Regions from separate parts of the Hordeum vulgare genome. Here region 1 is linked to region 2. A link is a contact called in public Hi-C data. All regions are on one chromosome and are shown on one strand. The core of a region is the stretch at or near the end of the contact, and the rest is flanking DNA. Distances in the headings are between cores, read along the strand shown. Region 1 holds the start of LOC123444468 (probable CoA ligase CCL8). Region 2 holds the start of LOC123444465 (protein CURVATURE THYLAKOID 1C, chloroplastic-like).

Region 1 (3,344 bases), core at 553-3,052, 220 kb before region 2:
AACTAAGATATGGAAACAGCATCGGTGGTACATTTTTTCTGCACAAAATATTGTGGACATCCAGTGCAGACGAAATAAGCTGGACAAGGCTGTAACTCTTCTGGTCAGCTCTTATAGCCGCACGGGCACCATGTGCCGAGCCATGTGTAAAGACTTCTCGAACAACCTCCATAAATGTATGAGAACTCTGTCTGGTGCTGTCAACTGAGCCATAAGCAAGATAATTAAACATCAGAAAAAACAAATGATACATACTAAATGGATATTGAGATGAATGATCAACTGCCTTTGCATGCCATAAAAAGCAGTAAGCAGTAGTTGGTTCGAAGGCAAATGGGATCAGGAGACCCCAGTAGTCCTAGCCGTCTACCACAGTACCAAAATAAACCTGATCAATGTGGCCACTTCTTTGTTATAAGTAGACTTACAAACCACAATCTCAACAATCAGTTCGATCACAAAATAGTGACTACGTACTGCTACATTGCCAGAGTCATTCTAGAAGCAGCACGGGTGCACAATTATAACTAGTTGACTACTCCTGATTTACCATGTAAGTCGTTTAGCCTTTCCAGCTCTTATCAGAATGTAAGTACAATGCATATTTTTATCATGTTGTCCTATTTAGCACCTCACCGTTTCATCATTAATTGGACCTCTAAACTCTAGCCATGCGAGCAGTACTAGCTTCACAATCAATGTTGCATAGTTCTAGAGAGAGCGTGACATCGTGAGGCCCAAGAGGCAGGTTCGGAATCCCCTTAGAGCATCTCCAACGGCAGCGCAAAAAATCCGCGCCCAATAAATTTTTTAGCGTGTCACTGTAACAGTTTTGAAGCGCGGCGACCGGAGCATCTCCAACAGACGCGCGCTAGTGCGGCGCCCAATCCAGTCCGATCCAGCGGTCCCATCTGCAGCCGCTCAGAGTTTGCTGCGCGCGCAAGCCGGCGCACCAAATATGTTGCGCGCGATAGCATTTTTAAGCGCGCGCCCAGAAGTTTTTAGCGCGCGCAGCGTTTTGCAGCTTCTGCTGGAGCAGTCCGGCGCCCAAAAAACGAATCTTTTAGCGCGCGGAGCAGTTTTTGGGCGCCTGTTGGAGATGCTCTTAGGACTATTCATCCGTACTGCCATCGCAAGAGCTCCGGCGATCACTTCTTTTTCTTTTTTCTTTTGAGAAACAGCTCCAGTGATCACTGACGAACTTATCATGCTCGAATTTGATCACACGTACACCGAATTCCTTGCCGTAGCGTCAAAATTAGAAACGTGAAGAAGGGACCACCGCGTGAATCGGTGGCTACTGCTACTACTCTCCCCTCTCTGCGCCCAAAATCCGATGAAGCTCAATGGCGGACACCTTCGGTTCGGCCAAATCAGAGCAGGAAAGAGCAGCGCGCGGATCAGCGTCGGCGCGGAACCAGCGAAGCTAGCCCGCACCGAGTCGACGGCGAGGGACCGCCGACGGCAATTCAGGACAGCTTTGCGACGCGCGCGGCTGAGGCAAAACGACGAACACCTGGCGCGAAAAGCGAAAAGCGAAGCGGAAGGAGGGCTGGGAGGGGGAGGAAGGACGGAGGGAGGAGCTGACCTGAGGCTGGGGAGGGGGAGGCGTCCGAGGCGAAGTGGCGTCGGAGGCGGGAGGGGAGGAGGCTATAAGAGGAGGAGGAGAGCAGCAGCAGCAGCCGCGGCAGCAGCAGGTGGGGGGAGGAGGCGTGGGCCGAGGGGCAATTGAATGGCGTCATCAAGGGCGCCACCGCTCCCCCGCGCGCCCACGCCTGCGCAAGCATTTACGGGCTGTCCAGGGTAGGTGTGGCCGTGGGGCGTGTCCTACGAGGTTGCTCGTGCCGGGTGGGTGGGAGGGGACGGCGCACGGCGTGGGTCGCTGTGCTGCTGGCGGCGGACGCTGGTGCCGCTCGCGGGGTGTCCACGTGGCGCCCCCTTCTCCGGTGTTGAGTTGAGTCTTGTTCGGTGCCGTCGGCGGGTCTTGCTGACTCCACCTGGGCGAACACCACGTCGGGGTACTGCTTCCGTGCACAACCGCTGCGCTGATCGATGATGGGTTCCGTTCTAACTGACGCGTCACGAGGGCACCTCTTACAAGATACTTGCTCCGTCCACGTACCGAGCAAAATGAATGAATCTACCCTGTAAAGTATATCTATATACATCCATATATAGTTCACTAATGAAATCTTTTTAAAGACTTATATTTAGGAGCGGAGGGAGTAGATATGGGGCAGTGTGCACAATGACGTGCAATACAATGTCTTCCGACCTTAACATTGGTGTTCAGATGTTCAAATGTTTCGATTTTATTCTTCATTTCTGAAGGGCGGGAGCAAATAAGGGTTTTCTCTTCTGTACTATAAAAAGCATGAAGAGATAGATCCAACTTAAAATCTGGAACGCTTAATCACAAAATCAACGGTATAAAATCGTTGTTAACGAAATTACCTTCGTTAACGGTAATCCCACGTTCCAGACTCGCACATGCGGCCCACGTCCCCGACGCCATACCAACCCACCCGACTCACCCACGTTCCCAACGCAGCGACGCCGCCAAGCCCACCAGCGATCCTGCATCACCGCCCATAGCCTCGCCGTTCCCGCGCCACTCATTGGCGTTCAGATGTTCAAGTGTTTCGATTTCATTCTTCCGCGCGCGGCATTTCTGATGGGGAGGAGCAAATAAGGGTTTTTCCTTTTCAATAAAACGAACAAGGCCTCCTTTGATTCAGCAAAAATTTATAGAAATTCTATAGGGTATGATTCCTGTATAGGGGGGAAAGTTGAGCCTTCTGGTTTGTGAAAATGAGTTCCTATTCTTGTGTAGGATTCGTTCATGTCTTTTACATTTTAATCAAAAGAATAAAAAATTAGTTCAGGTCTAATGAAAAAACCTTGTCCTATGAACCAAATGACATCTTATTTTATAAAATGCCATATAATTTTCTAAATCTTTTCTATTTATGTGATATTTCTATCCTATGTATACTATACCAAAAATAAGACCCAAAAGGTTTACCTTCACCATAGCTGTGTGTTCTTCTTTTTCTTTAAACGACATCAACACCCCAGCATAATTTTCCATCAATAGATTTATATTTTAAACGCTGACGTATTTTAGGTTATAGATTCACTCATTTTGTTTTGTATGTACTGTGTAGTAAAAAATTTAAAATGACTTATATTTAAGAAGGAAGGGAGTACTGATAATATTGTGGCGTGTGAATTCATGACATTTTCATTTGAAGAAAATGACAATTCAATATATAATTTGATCCCACAACCAAATTTATGAGGAAACCTCACAAATTTTCCTACGTGGTAAACAAAATCATAAA
Region 2 (3,337 bases), core at 3-2,502:
GTTCTCTTCATGCAGCGTATAATTTACCCCACCTTCGGATATAACGCATGAGTAACTAGTTCTTGCGGATTCATCCTAAGCTAAATGCTCTAATCCATGTGTGGTCTGAAATTGATAGAATGATAGTGTTATCTTCTTTTTGCAGGTTATCTTCAGAGCTATCAATTGGATTTGTGCATGATCCTATCTATATCGTGTGAAGGTGCAGGAGTGCTGATCCCTGCCAATGGGAGACAGTAGCATAGCATGTGATATGTTAACCGATATGAATGACGGTCTAGTAATAAGATCAATGCACCATGAGGACATCACATACAAAACCAAGCATTTTGGGCTGATGTACTGGAAATCAGGAAGTAATAATGCCGCTCTACAGCACAAAGTTACAACCTTATTTTCCTTTCTCAACGGGAGTAAATAAAATTTAGGACCCCATTGGCCAGCGAACGTTTGCTAGGAGGGATGGCATTTGTGAACGTTTTTATGGAAAATTCTTCGGAACAGCCATGGCAATTTCTTCAGAAACACATGGCAATTTGTGGCAACAAAGGATTTTGCTCCAAGAATTGCCGTTAGTTTGAAGGAACTGCCATGTTCCGGCAACATAAATTGCCGCGAAAAACGTTCGTTTTGCCATGCACCTGCAGCGAGCGTTGGTTGGATAGCATTTGATAAATCATTGATGCGAAATCAGAATTTTGCTAGGGAACCTACTGGCAAATTGCAACGTCATACTGTATCATACTATCATAGCGACAGTCGGGAGGAGACTCACGGAACTCTTGACGTATTTCACGACACTCCTGGTGGAGGCTCCTGAACTGTCCTGCGCAGCCCTGGCAACGACAGCGCGACTTCCCATCCTGCCTGCGCGTGGCACATTGCAGAGCACGCAGTGAACCACGACGACGCGATGAATTTCGCATCGGGAGCACGGTGGTTGCTACAAATGAATTACCTGAAACCGTGGGGCTTCGCAGCTTCGGGAGACCCCTGGGGACGCTCTGGCTGCTGCTGCCGCCGCCGCCGCACCGCGCGAGGGCTGTGGGCTGGGCGATGGAGAGGGCACATGCCATCATGGCTGGCTAGATCCCCCGCCTTGGGATTGTTGGCGATGGAGCTGCGAGGCGTGTCCGGCGGACGATGCGTGGAGAAACTACTGTTTGGCCGTCGTCTGCAGCAGCGGATGTGAGCGCGAGCTCGCTTGTCCACTAACACTCCATCAGATGGCAGGTTTGCAGATTGCCCCTTTTTTCTGTCTTTTTTTCATGGTCAGCAGTGCTGCTGCTGTACTACTCCATTTTCCATTCAGAAAGAAGTTGTACTGCTCAAAGTCTTTGCAGGAAGTTGTTGTTGCTGAGTAAATATGTAAGTTTTGATTAAATTAATTGAGGAAATAATCATGATCATGAATTAACAAGATTACTAACAACATACATGAATGAGACTAATGTAGTACACATATAGTAGAAACATCTATGCATATAGCTAGTACCGTTAAAACAAAAATTAACAGAAGCAGGATAAACGTGTTATACCCTTCAATAGGCCACTTGCCCGTAGCCGCGACAGCCTCCTTGGCCATCTTCTTGTCGGCTTCGAGCTTCTTGGTGGCGACACGGTCAACGTCGGTTAGCGAAGACATGATAATGACGAAGGCAACACACACGTAAAGGAAGTAGTTGAAGGAAGGGAAGCAGTCGTGTAGTCGCTCCGAGAAACCTAATCACCTCTCTTCTGTATAGGATCCAGAGAGAAGGGGTTTCAGAGGCCCGCTCTCTCGTCAACGGTGTACGCGTTGAACGGAACAGAGTCGCCGACAACAACAACAACAAAAGTAACGACATAGGCAGTTCGCATGAAGCAGATGTGAGGGCTAGTTATATGATCCAATTATGTTATCATTGTTGAGAGAACTTCCACCAGTGAAAGTATGAACCCTAGGCCTTCTTTCCACGCATTGCAATACCGTTTGTGCTCACTTTTACTATTAATTACCTTGCTGTTTTATATTTTCAGATTACAAAAAACTATATCTACTATCTATATTGCACTTGTATCACCATCTCTTCGCCGAACTAGTGCACCTATAGAACTTATCATTGTATTGGGTGTGTTGGGGACACAAGAGACTCTTTGTTATTTGGTTGCAGGGTTGCTTGAGAGAGACCATCTTCATCCTACGCCTCCCGCGGATTGATAAACCTTAGGTCACCCACTTGAGGGAAAATTGCTACTGTCCTACAAACCTTTGCACTTGGAGGCCCAACAACGTCTACAAGGAGAAGGTTGCGTAGTAGACATCAAGCTCTTTTCTGGCGCCGTTGCCAGGGAGGTTAGCGCTTGAAGGTATATCTTTAGATCCTGCAATTGAATCTTTTAGTTTCTTGTTTTATCACTAGTTTAGTTTATTAATAGAAAACTACAAAAAAAAATGGAATTAAGGTTACCTCATATGCTTCATCTTTTTAATGTCTTTCGTGAAAATGAAGGAAATGAAAATTGTGCTCAAGTGCTAGAAGAAGAATTACATAGAATGCTTGGCATAAAATATTTGAATGATGAGCATGATTGCAATGTTGTTAGTATGAATACTTTGAATATCCATGATGCTAATGATATGCAAAGCTACAAGCTTGGGGATGCTATGTTTGATGAAGATGATATTTTTAGTTCCCCCACTTTGAATGATCAAATTTATTATGATGAAAGCATGCCCCCTATTTATGATGATTATTGTGATGATACTTATGCTATAAAGAAGAGGGATGATAAAAATTTCCATACTCTTTAGTATCCTTTCACTGAACATCACTCTTTTAATGTGGAAACAATTTGTAGTGCTCAAGTCTTTTACGATACTCCCACTATTAATCATGAGGATAAACTTGCTATTGTGGAGAGTAGTAAAATTTCTATGCTTGTAGATAATGAAAGGAATGCTTTAGGTGCTGGTTATATTGTTGAATTCATTCATGATGCTACTGAAAATTATTATGAGAGAGGAACATATGCTTCTACATATCGCAATAATATCAAGTTTCCTCTCTATGTGTTGTAAGTTTTGAAGCTATGCTTGTTTTACCTTCCTATGCTAGTTGATTCTTGCTCTAAAAAATTGTTTGTTCACAAAATACCTATGCATAGGAAGAGGGTTAGGCTTAAATGTGCTAGTCATATGCTTCATGATGCTTCCATTATGTTTCAATCATTATCTTTTATGTGAGCATCATTGAAATCATCATGCCTAGCTTGAAAGGCATTAAAGAAAAGCGCTTGTTGGGAGACAACCCAATATGTATCCTTACTGTTTTTGTGTGATTAAGCTACTGTATTA

What was found. Hi-C and Micro-C count contacts between places; a contact is called where the count stands out from the background.
Region 1: a contact with region 2 is called in a Hi-C map of leaf, with 5 times the contacts expected there. The contact joins the promoter of LOC123444468 here to the promoter of LOC123444465 in region 2. A contact is called at or near these places in 4 of 6 Hi-C or Micro-C datasets (leaf and seedling) and 1 of 1 datasets of contacts at active chromatin or transcription factors (embryo).

Annotation. Positions count from the first base shown.
Region 1 is chr3H:496,645,394-496,648,737 of MorexV3_pseudomolecules_assembly, reverse strand. It overlaps LOC123444468 (probable CoA ligase CCL8), which reads right to left and starts at 1,802. Exons shown (of 17, transcript XM_045121181.1): 1 at 1,589-1,802; 2 at 32-204. The coding sequence starts at 1,787.
Region 2 is chr3H:496,426,508-496,429,844 of MorexV3_pseudomolecules_assembly, reverse strand. LOC123444465 (protein CURVATURE THYLAKOID 1C, chloroplastic-like) reads right to left here and starts at 1,252. Exons shown (of 6, transcript XM_045121176.1): 1 at 959-1,252; 2 at 776-867. The coding sequence starts at 1,079.